Regions from separate parts of the Oryctolagus cuniculus genome. Here region 1 is linked to region 2. A link is a contact called in public Micro-C data. All regions are on one chromosome and are shown on one strand. The core of a region is the stretch at or near the end of the contact, and the rest is flanking DNA. Distances in the headings are between cores, read along the strand shown. Region 1 has its middle 99 kb from the start of DHX40. Region 2 holds the start of YPEL2 (yippee like 2).

Region 1 (3,670 bases), core at 1,006-3,505, 99 kb before region 2:
CTATTGCTTGTAGGAAAACAGCAGCAGATGATCCATGATCACTGGGCCTCTGCACCTACGTGGGAGACCTGGATAAATTCCTGGCTCCTGGCTTTGGCCTGACCCAGTTCCAGCTTTTGTGGCCATCTAGGGAGAGAACCAGCAGATGGAAAATCTGCTGGAAGTCTCTCTATACAACTGTGCCTCTCGAATAAATGAAATAAATCTTTGAAAAACAACAACATAGGGCCGGCGCTGTTGCGCAGCAGGTTAATGCCCTGGCCTGAGGTGCCGGCATCCCATATGGGCGCCAGTTTGAGACCTGGCTGCTCCACTTCCAACCCAGCTCTCTGCTGTGGCCTGGGAGGCAGTGCAGTGGAAGATGGCCCGGGTCCTTGGGCCCCTGTACCCGCGTGGTACAGAGGAAGCTCCTGGCTTCGGGTCAGTGCAGCTCCGGCCACTGCGGCCAGTTGGGGAGTGAACCATTGGATGGAGGACCTCTCTCTCTCTCTCTGTGTAACTCTGACTTTCAAATAAATAAATAAATCTTTAAAACAACAACAACAAAAAAGAATTCTATAAAAGAAGACAGACACAGGCTCGGGATGGGAGGAGGGTCGCAGTCCTCACTAGGTAGTATCTTCTGCAGCCACATAAATAGCTGGGAAGCTTTAGTGGACATTTCATAAAAGTGGTATCTAAAGAAGTTAACATGGCCATAGTCTTTACACCTGCCATTCATAAAACAGTTTGGGGGACCAGCTTCCCTATACTTTCACTTCCCTATACTCTCACTTCACTAAAGAGGAAAATGATATACTGCTTGCTCTTTAGAATATATTTTTGAAAGTTCCAAGTAGTAAGTCCTAGGATACGGGAAACAAACAGCTGTGCTCAGCTTTATGTCGCCTTTGCACAACAGTTTCAAATCCAAGCAAAACAGCAAGGAATTGAACACCTCCATTCAGATGACTATCTCAGTCAAAACCCTGTGGGGCCCTGTGTAAACGGTGCCCCTTTATCAAAAAGTCCTCCTAAATTAAATTCCTATTCCAACAACCTTGGCAAACTCACTTCAGTAGTTAGGATCAGCATGACAGCCAACGCTTATAGAAACTTCAGCAGGGTATTTATAATAGCTTGTATTATACCATTACAAAAATATGATTTAAAAATCATAGGGCTATCCCCCTAATTCCTTAACAGGAAAAACAAATATGTAAGTTTCCTTAAAGAAAACTGTTACATTATGCTATCTGCTCTTTTAAATCTTCTAGATCAAGGATTGGCCCATGGACCAAATTTGGACTGCTTCCTGTTATAAAGTTGGAACAGAGCTATAGCCTTTGGTTTATGCATTGTGGAAGGCTGTTTTGCAATTACAAAGGCTGATCTGAGTAGTTGTGATGGAGACTCTATCTGGCCCTTTACAAAAAAAAAATGTTTTATTTATCTTAGCACATATTAGGTGCTCAATAAATACTTCTTGATTTATTGAATAAATACATTCAAGCTTTCCTGTTGGATATGAAAAATTTATAAATAGTTCTTTCTCTAGATTCCTAGGTATGGTAGTTCTAACCTATCTAAAGCACGTTTTGCACTCCTCTAATTTATCTGCTATTTGCCTGTTTGTAGCTTGTTATTGTTGATAGACGTCCATGTGTCACGAAAAGGTCACGTCTGCGTGTCCAGATCCCAGAACGCAAATTGCTTCAGGTCCAAGTTTTCAAAGAGCTGGCCTTGAGGCTAAATGTCTCACCAGCATGTTTTATTTGGCTCACCTAGTACTGTTGTTTGTTTTTCAGCAACATTCATTAGCTGCCAACATTTAAAAATAAGGAGACTTCATATGATAATCCAGATTTCCAGCTTCTCTTGAGAATTTGAAAAATCTGGCAATGTAGGGACATAGTTTGATGGAGCCACCTGGGGCTGAATAGCTATTGCCTCCTTACATGGAATGAGTGGCTATCCAGTTTACCACAGTCTCCACCACTCCCTACAGCCTGGCTCCTGGCGACCCCCATCCAGGTCCCTTATCCTCTTGCTCCTGCTGTTGACATCTGTATTCAGGATCCTTACTCTGTAGGGCACTGTTTGCCACAAAGGCCCTAGTGCTACAAGCCTGGCTGGGAACTATACATTTGCCTCATGTTCCTGGCTTACAGACAGACATAGAACATCTGCAGACAAAACAGGAAAGAATGACAATGCCTGAAGATGGCCGCCTCCATTCCCAGCAGAAGGTAAACTCCATTCCCCACCCCCTCCTTCCTTCTGCAAACAGGCCCAGGACTCAGCCCTCCTCCTTCCAGCCACTCAGCTCCTTCCACCTGCTCCAACTCCTGCAGTTTCCCTCAGTTCTCTGCTTCCTTGCTGCCCTTAAAAACAAACACCATGGTCCTCTCTGCTTTTGGGGTTTTACTGCTAATCGCTACAGGGAAACGAACAGGAAATAACAACCAGGAGGAAATTACCAAGTTTAAAAAGACCTTAGGGTTCTTAGTCATAGTCCCTGATTCCCTTAATGAGGTGGCACCTGGTGCCACTGTTTTCATTCCCTCTCGTAGCTGGTGGTTTATGTTCAAACGGACCCAGTGCGGGGAGCATGGCCTCCAGGTTGAATAGGAGCCAGTAGGTGGCAGCACAGGGCAGGCAGCTGTGGGGCTCTACAGCTTCTAGGAAGGATGACTTCTACCATCAGGGCAAGCATCTGAGCTGGGACCCGTGAGACCGGCCAAGAGCCTCCCTGTCACCTTGGTCTGCCAAGGAGCCGGCTGTGGCATCCTTGTCTGTGTGCCTTTCCCCTGACACATCGCTTAGAATCACAGACCTTCAGACTGATAGGAATCTTTCAGCCCAGCACCTTGATTTCACAGACAAGTAAATCAAGGCCTTGAGACCTGTGTTGGTGCCTCACTGGGAGTCTCAGTGGGTGTCTTTGTGGTCTCACTAGTGCCAGCCTGCCCCTCCCAGCTCAAAGCATTTATAAAAGTCTGTTTAATGTGGTTAAAGACTAATTTTTCTGTGTCAAAGGTGAAACTAAGAAGGAGTCCTTTGCCTCTGAGACAGGACTTTATCCAGGAAACAGAGACTTACCAGCCACACGTAAATAAAAGTAAGCTTTATTTCTGCTTCCAGCTACCTAAACCCCTGGGAGAAAAGTGAGGTGAACCTGGAGCCCAGAGCGGGGAGTTCCAACTCAGTGCTCTTGTGCAGGTTACAGTGGGCTCCTTCTATGGGCTGGCAGGCAGAACTTGTTGTCCTTATCAAGAAGGGCCTAGTATTACAGGGGTGGGCCACACACACCCAAAATAACTCACCAAGCCTCTCAAATCACATGAGTAAAACCAACTGTAGTCCTAGAATTTAAACCCAGATTCAAACTGTACTCTTGCAAAATCATCTCCTCAGGCCTCAACTAATTTAGGGGGACAATCCAGGGATCAAAGTGGGACAGACTTACCACAAGGTGGCATTTGCTTGGCGGGCTCAGGCCACAGAAGGGGAACAGTTTTGGAAGCTAGCACTCAGAGTCGTAACTTGTTTATGCTGAAGCACCGTACTGGGGGGCAGCAGGGTGATGCCACTCAAAGCAAAGCTGTTCAACCAGCAGCAACACCTAGGAGGGAGCTGAAGAGAAATGCAGCGTCTCAGGCCCAACCCACTCCTACCGAATACGCATCTG
Region 2 (3,844 bases), core at 334-2,833:
GATGGGCCCCAGGCCCACACTCCACTCCTGCCTGACAGACTACCACGGAGCTGGGCCAGGGCTGGGGCTCAGGGGAGGGCCTGAGCCTGCTCCTGGGGCAAGACCTGGTCGGCACTCACACCAGGGCTCAAGAGTAGCATGGCCAGGTAAAGGCTGAATCCACTCTCACTGGGTCACAGGCTCTGTGACCCTGGAGGCCACGTCCCACCGCACAGCAGTGAGGTGGTTCACTTCTCAACTTAACTCCCACGGCTCCCGGCACCTGTGATGTCCAGTGAGGTCCAGAGAAGCCACCGGCTACCTCTCGGGCCCAGTGCTCCGGGGTGCACAGCCCCATCTCGCCTATCGAGCAAGGGAAGAAGGGTCAGGCGACCGAGATGGGTACAGCTGTCCGCTTGGCACTCAACCTCGCCAAAGGTGAAGACACCCTCCTAACAGCTTCCCCAGGTTCCAAGGAGGCCCCAAAGCAAAAACGCCAGCCAAGCTCAGAAGCAGCTCCTGTGCGGTTCACCGTCCGGGACTGAGGGAGAGGCAGCCACACACCCAGCAAAGAAACAGCCAACAGGCACCCTCTCGCTCCGTTTTAAAGTCTTTAAGCCAACAGCGAAATCAGAGGTTGCATCCCTTAAGCAATAAGTCCCAAAGAACAGGTGTTCCCCACCCCCGCCCCCGAGATGGGAGAAAAGTCCACCACCCCAGGTCAGTGGCCAAAGAGGGTGGACTCGAGGCAGCAGAAGGTCAGGGCTGCCCCTCAGCGCCAGCGCCCGGGGCGTCCTCGATAGAGAGGCCCCTGCGTTCGGGCGGGCAGGAGGGACTCGCGCCCACCCCTTTGGCAAGGGCGCTGAGGCGGCGCCGGGAGCGGCCAGACAGGAACTCGGCCGCGGTTACCTCGGCGGGTCTGGCGGGGCGCTCCCAGGAGTTTCGAGCGCGCCCAGTGCCCGTAGGCGGGACCCAGGGGCCCTAGGGTCTCGGGGGGAACGCTGCGAACCCAGGGACAGAAACGGCCGAAGCACCCGCCCTGGCCCTTCGGACCCCGGTCCCACTGGGGTGAGCTGCGGAGAGGCGACTACCCCGGTGCCCACTCCGCTCGCGGACTTCCCGGGGCCCGAGTTAGGGGCCCGCGCCTCCGGGACGTCCTGCGCCGCAGCCGAGGCCCGGCAGTGTTTGTAAACAAACCGGTCACGTGGCCGCCGCTCGCTCCCCGCCCCCACGGGGACCCCACGCGGGCCTCGCCCTCGCCACGCAGGGCGCCGCGCCCCCCGGAGGAGCCGGGCCCGAGGCGGCCCGGGCCGGTGTCCCGAACGCGCGCCCCACGCCCCCGCGCGCCCGCCCCACCGCCCGCGCCGTGAGCCCGGCTGGCTCACCTGGCAGCAGGCGGCCCCGTCCGGCCGGCCCCCGGCTCGGCTTCGCTGGAGTGCGCGGCGGCGGAGCTCGGCCCGGCTAGAGCCCGGGCTGCCGGCGCGCCCTTAAAGCCACAGTCTCCGCCACTGCCGCGGCCGCCACTCCGCATCCCTCCGGGTCCGGGCCGGGGGCTGCCCCGTGACGGACGCGCCCCCGCGCCTATCCCCTCGGCTCAGCACATAGCAACACGCCGCGGGTTGGCCCGGCACGGCCGCAGCCCATTCGCGCGGAGCCAATCAGCGAAGGACGGAACTCCGCCCCTGTCTGCCCGCCTCCCGCCCCCACCCCTCCGCCGTGGCCCGACTCGGGTGCGGGGAGTGGGGTGAGCGCCGGCCGGGTCTCCCCGTAGGGACCACCGGCCTGACGGCCAGTGAGGGAGGGGGACGAGAGTGGGTGGGCCGGGGAGGAGGCTGCTTATGTGGGTCTGGGGTCCGTCCCCAGGTCCAGCCTGGGATTCCCAGAACCTGGGGACGGCGGGGTGGGCGTGTGTGGCGCTTCTATTTGCAGGGGCAAGAGGGTCCTTCCTCCCCCCTGCACCTGAAGCCGTCCCCAGCGCAGTTTCCGTTCAGCAGTGGCCCTCCGGCCCCGGGGCAGTTGAATGTAGCAAGATCACTCCAGCTGCACCGGCCCAGCTCTGCCCTGCGCAGAAGCAAGCCACCCGCTCCCTCCCTCCACCTCCTCTTGGTGATTTCGTTGAACGTGGGAAGGGAGCCTTCGGGAACCCAGAAAGCCCCCCTGTTGCTGCCTGTTTTTCGAGGGAGCTTAGGGCAGGAACTCGCATTCCGGGACGGGTAGGGTGGTGCGCTTCAGGGAAGAGGAGGTTAGAAAATAAGCTCATGGCAGTCAGGAAATCCAGGGAGGCACCAGGTGGGTGGAGTGGGGCAGAGTCTCCCGGCAGGAAAACAGGTCAGTTTGATAAAGCGCGAGGGCCATGGTCAGGGGTAAGGGGGGGAGAGTGGAGCCAGCCTATTCACTCAGCGGCTGGGGCTCTGCCAGCCCTCGAAGCAACCACAGGTTCGGGGGTGAGGCGCTCCAGGAGGTGCAGCTGCCTCCTCCCATGTGATTTGCCAGCCTAAACTCAGAATGGCACCTGGGTATAGATTTGCAGGTGACTCAAGACCTCACCCTCAACTCCACTCAGCCGTCTGGAGTAGATATTTGGCTAGCCAAGTTACAGTCCGTTAGGACACAATGCGTGTCTGCCTGTGAATCCAGTTCCATTGCCACTAAAAACAACAAAACGCCTTCTCTCTATCGGCCTCTGACAGGTAGCATAAACAGGGGCACTGTTTTATGGTTCCCAGTGGACCAGCTGGGAGAGTCCCAAACAGGAGGGGTAGGAAATGCTTTCAGGTAAGAATCACAAGCAAGAAAGTTTTGAAGTTTAATCCTTAATCTAAGAAGATGAGATGGATTCTTTAGATTACCAAGAGTTTACTATCAAGCCCTCTGATCTGCCTCCTGGGCAAGTTTCCTTGTCTCTAGTCCTTGGTCTCTACGGTTGAAAGTCAGGAGGGTTTTCCTTGTCTCTAGTCCTTGGTCTCCACGGTTGAAAGTCAGGAGGGTTGAAATAAGGTGTTCTGTGAAATCCCTTCCAGCTCTGAAATTCCAAGCGGAGCCAGAAAGCCAAGCTTGTTACAACCTTTCTGCAGCATCCTGGGAGGGATGGTCTGTGTTACCAGACCGCCACTCCCTGACAGTAGATGCAGCTCTAAGTTTAACACCCTAGGATACTGGTATGTTATGTAACAACATTGCCGGCTACTGTTTCTGTTTAAATAAAAGATGGTGTCAGCTGAAGAGCACAGGCCGGATGCAGTGGCTCCCAGGGAGCTTGGAGGACCTCTGCAGGCCGGCTGTGCGGGTGCAGGGGACTGGAAGAGGCCACCAGCGTGGAGGGGCCGTAGACCATAGAACCAGCTAGGCAGCCAGTGCAGAATGGGTTCTTAAGCCTGAGTGTGGCCACCTCACAGTCAAAAGGAGCAGGTAGTGTGACTTGGTAAGGAAAAAGGAAGAAGCGAGTTCCTCCCTGAACTCAAGTGCCTTTGGCTGCCCCTCCGTGCTTATGTTCCCTCAGTGCCTGTTGTGTGCAGAATTTCCTGCTCGACTTGGATGACAGTATTCCCAAGAATCTGCCGAGAAGAGGGGAGTCGAGGCCAGTGAAGAGTTTGTGAGAATAGACAGATATTTATCCTGGAATCCAAAAAAGAGATGAAGACATGTGGATAGAGACATCAACAAATCTGTTCAGGGTCAGACAAGGCTCTTAAAAAAACTTGGCAGTAAAAGTTTTGGGAGGTCCCTGGCTTCTGTGAGGAGCCAAGTTCATTCATTCCCAAAGCCTGTCTTCTGTCTCGGATCCTGCATTCCCACTGCTGACGCCCAGGTGCTACCCCTCCTGTGAACAAGGTCACTTTTGTGTGCTCACCTGACTCACCCTCTC

Evidence for each region. Hi-C and Micro-C count contacts between places; a contact is called where the count stands out from the background.
Region 1: a Micro-C map of ear pinna shows a contact between it and region 2, with 14 times the contacts expected there. The contact joins the enhancer-like site here to the promoter of YPEL2 in region 2. A contact is called at or near these places in 6 of 6 Hi-C or Micro-C datasets (ear pinna, embryonic fibroblasts, liver and 3 more).

Annotation. Positions count from the first base shown.
Region 1 is chr17:34,752,881-34,756,550 of mOryCun1.1, reverse strand. No RefSeq gene overlaps it. Among named protein-coding and RNA genes, the nearest start is that of DHX40, 99 kb to the left of the region's middle. Within about 2 kb of position 2,255, at least 1 of the 8 cell types and tissues checked has an H3K27ac peak or open chromatin away from gene starts, as enhancers often do. A contact at or near this core is called in ear pinna, where this site is marked.
Region 2 is chr17:34,652,571-34,656,414 of mOryCun1.1, reverse strand. It overlaps YPEL2 (yippee like 2), which reads right to left and starts at 1,583. Exons shown (of 3, transcript XM_070060991.1): 1 at 1,365-1,583. The coding sequence starts at 1,510.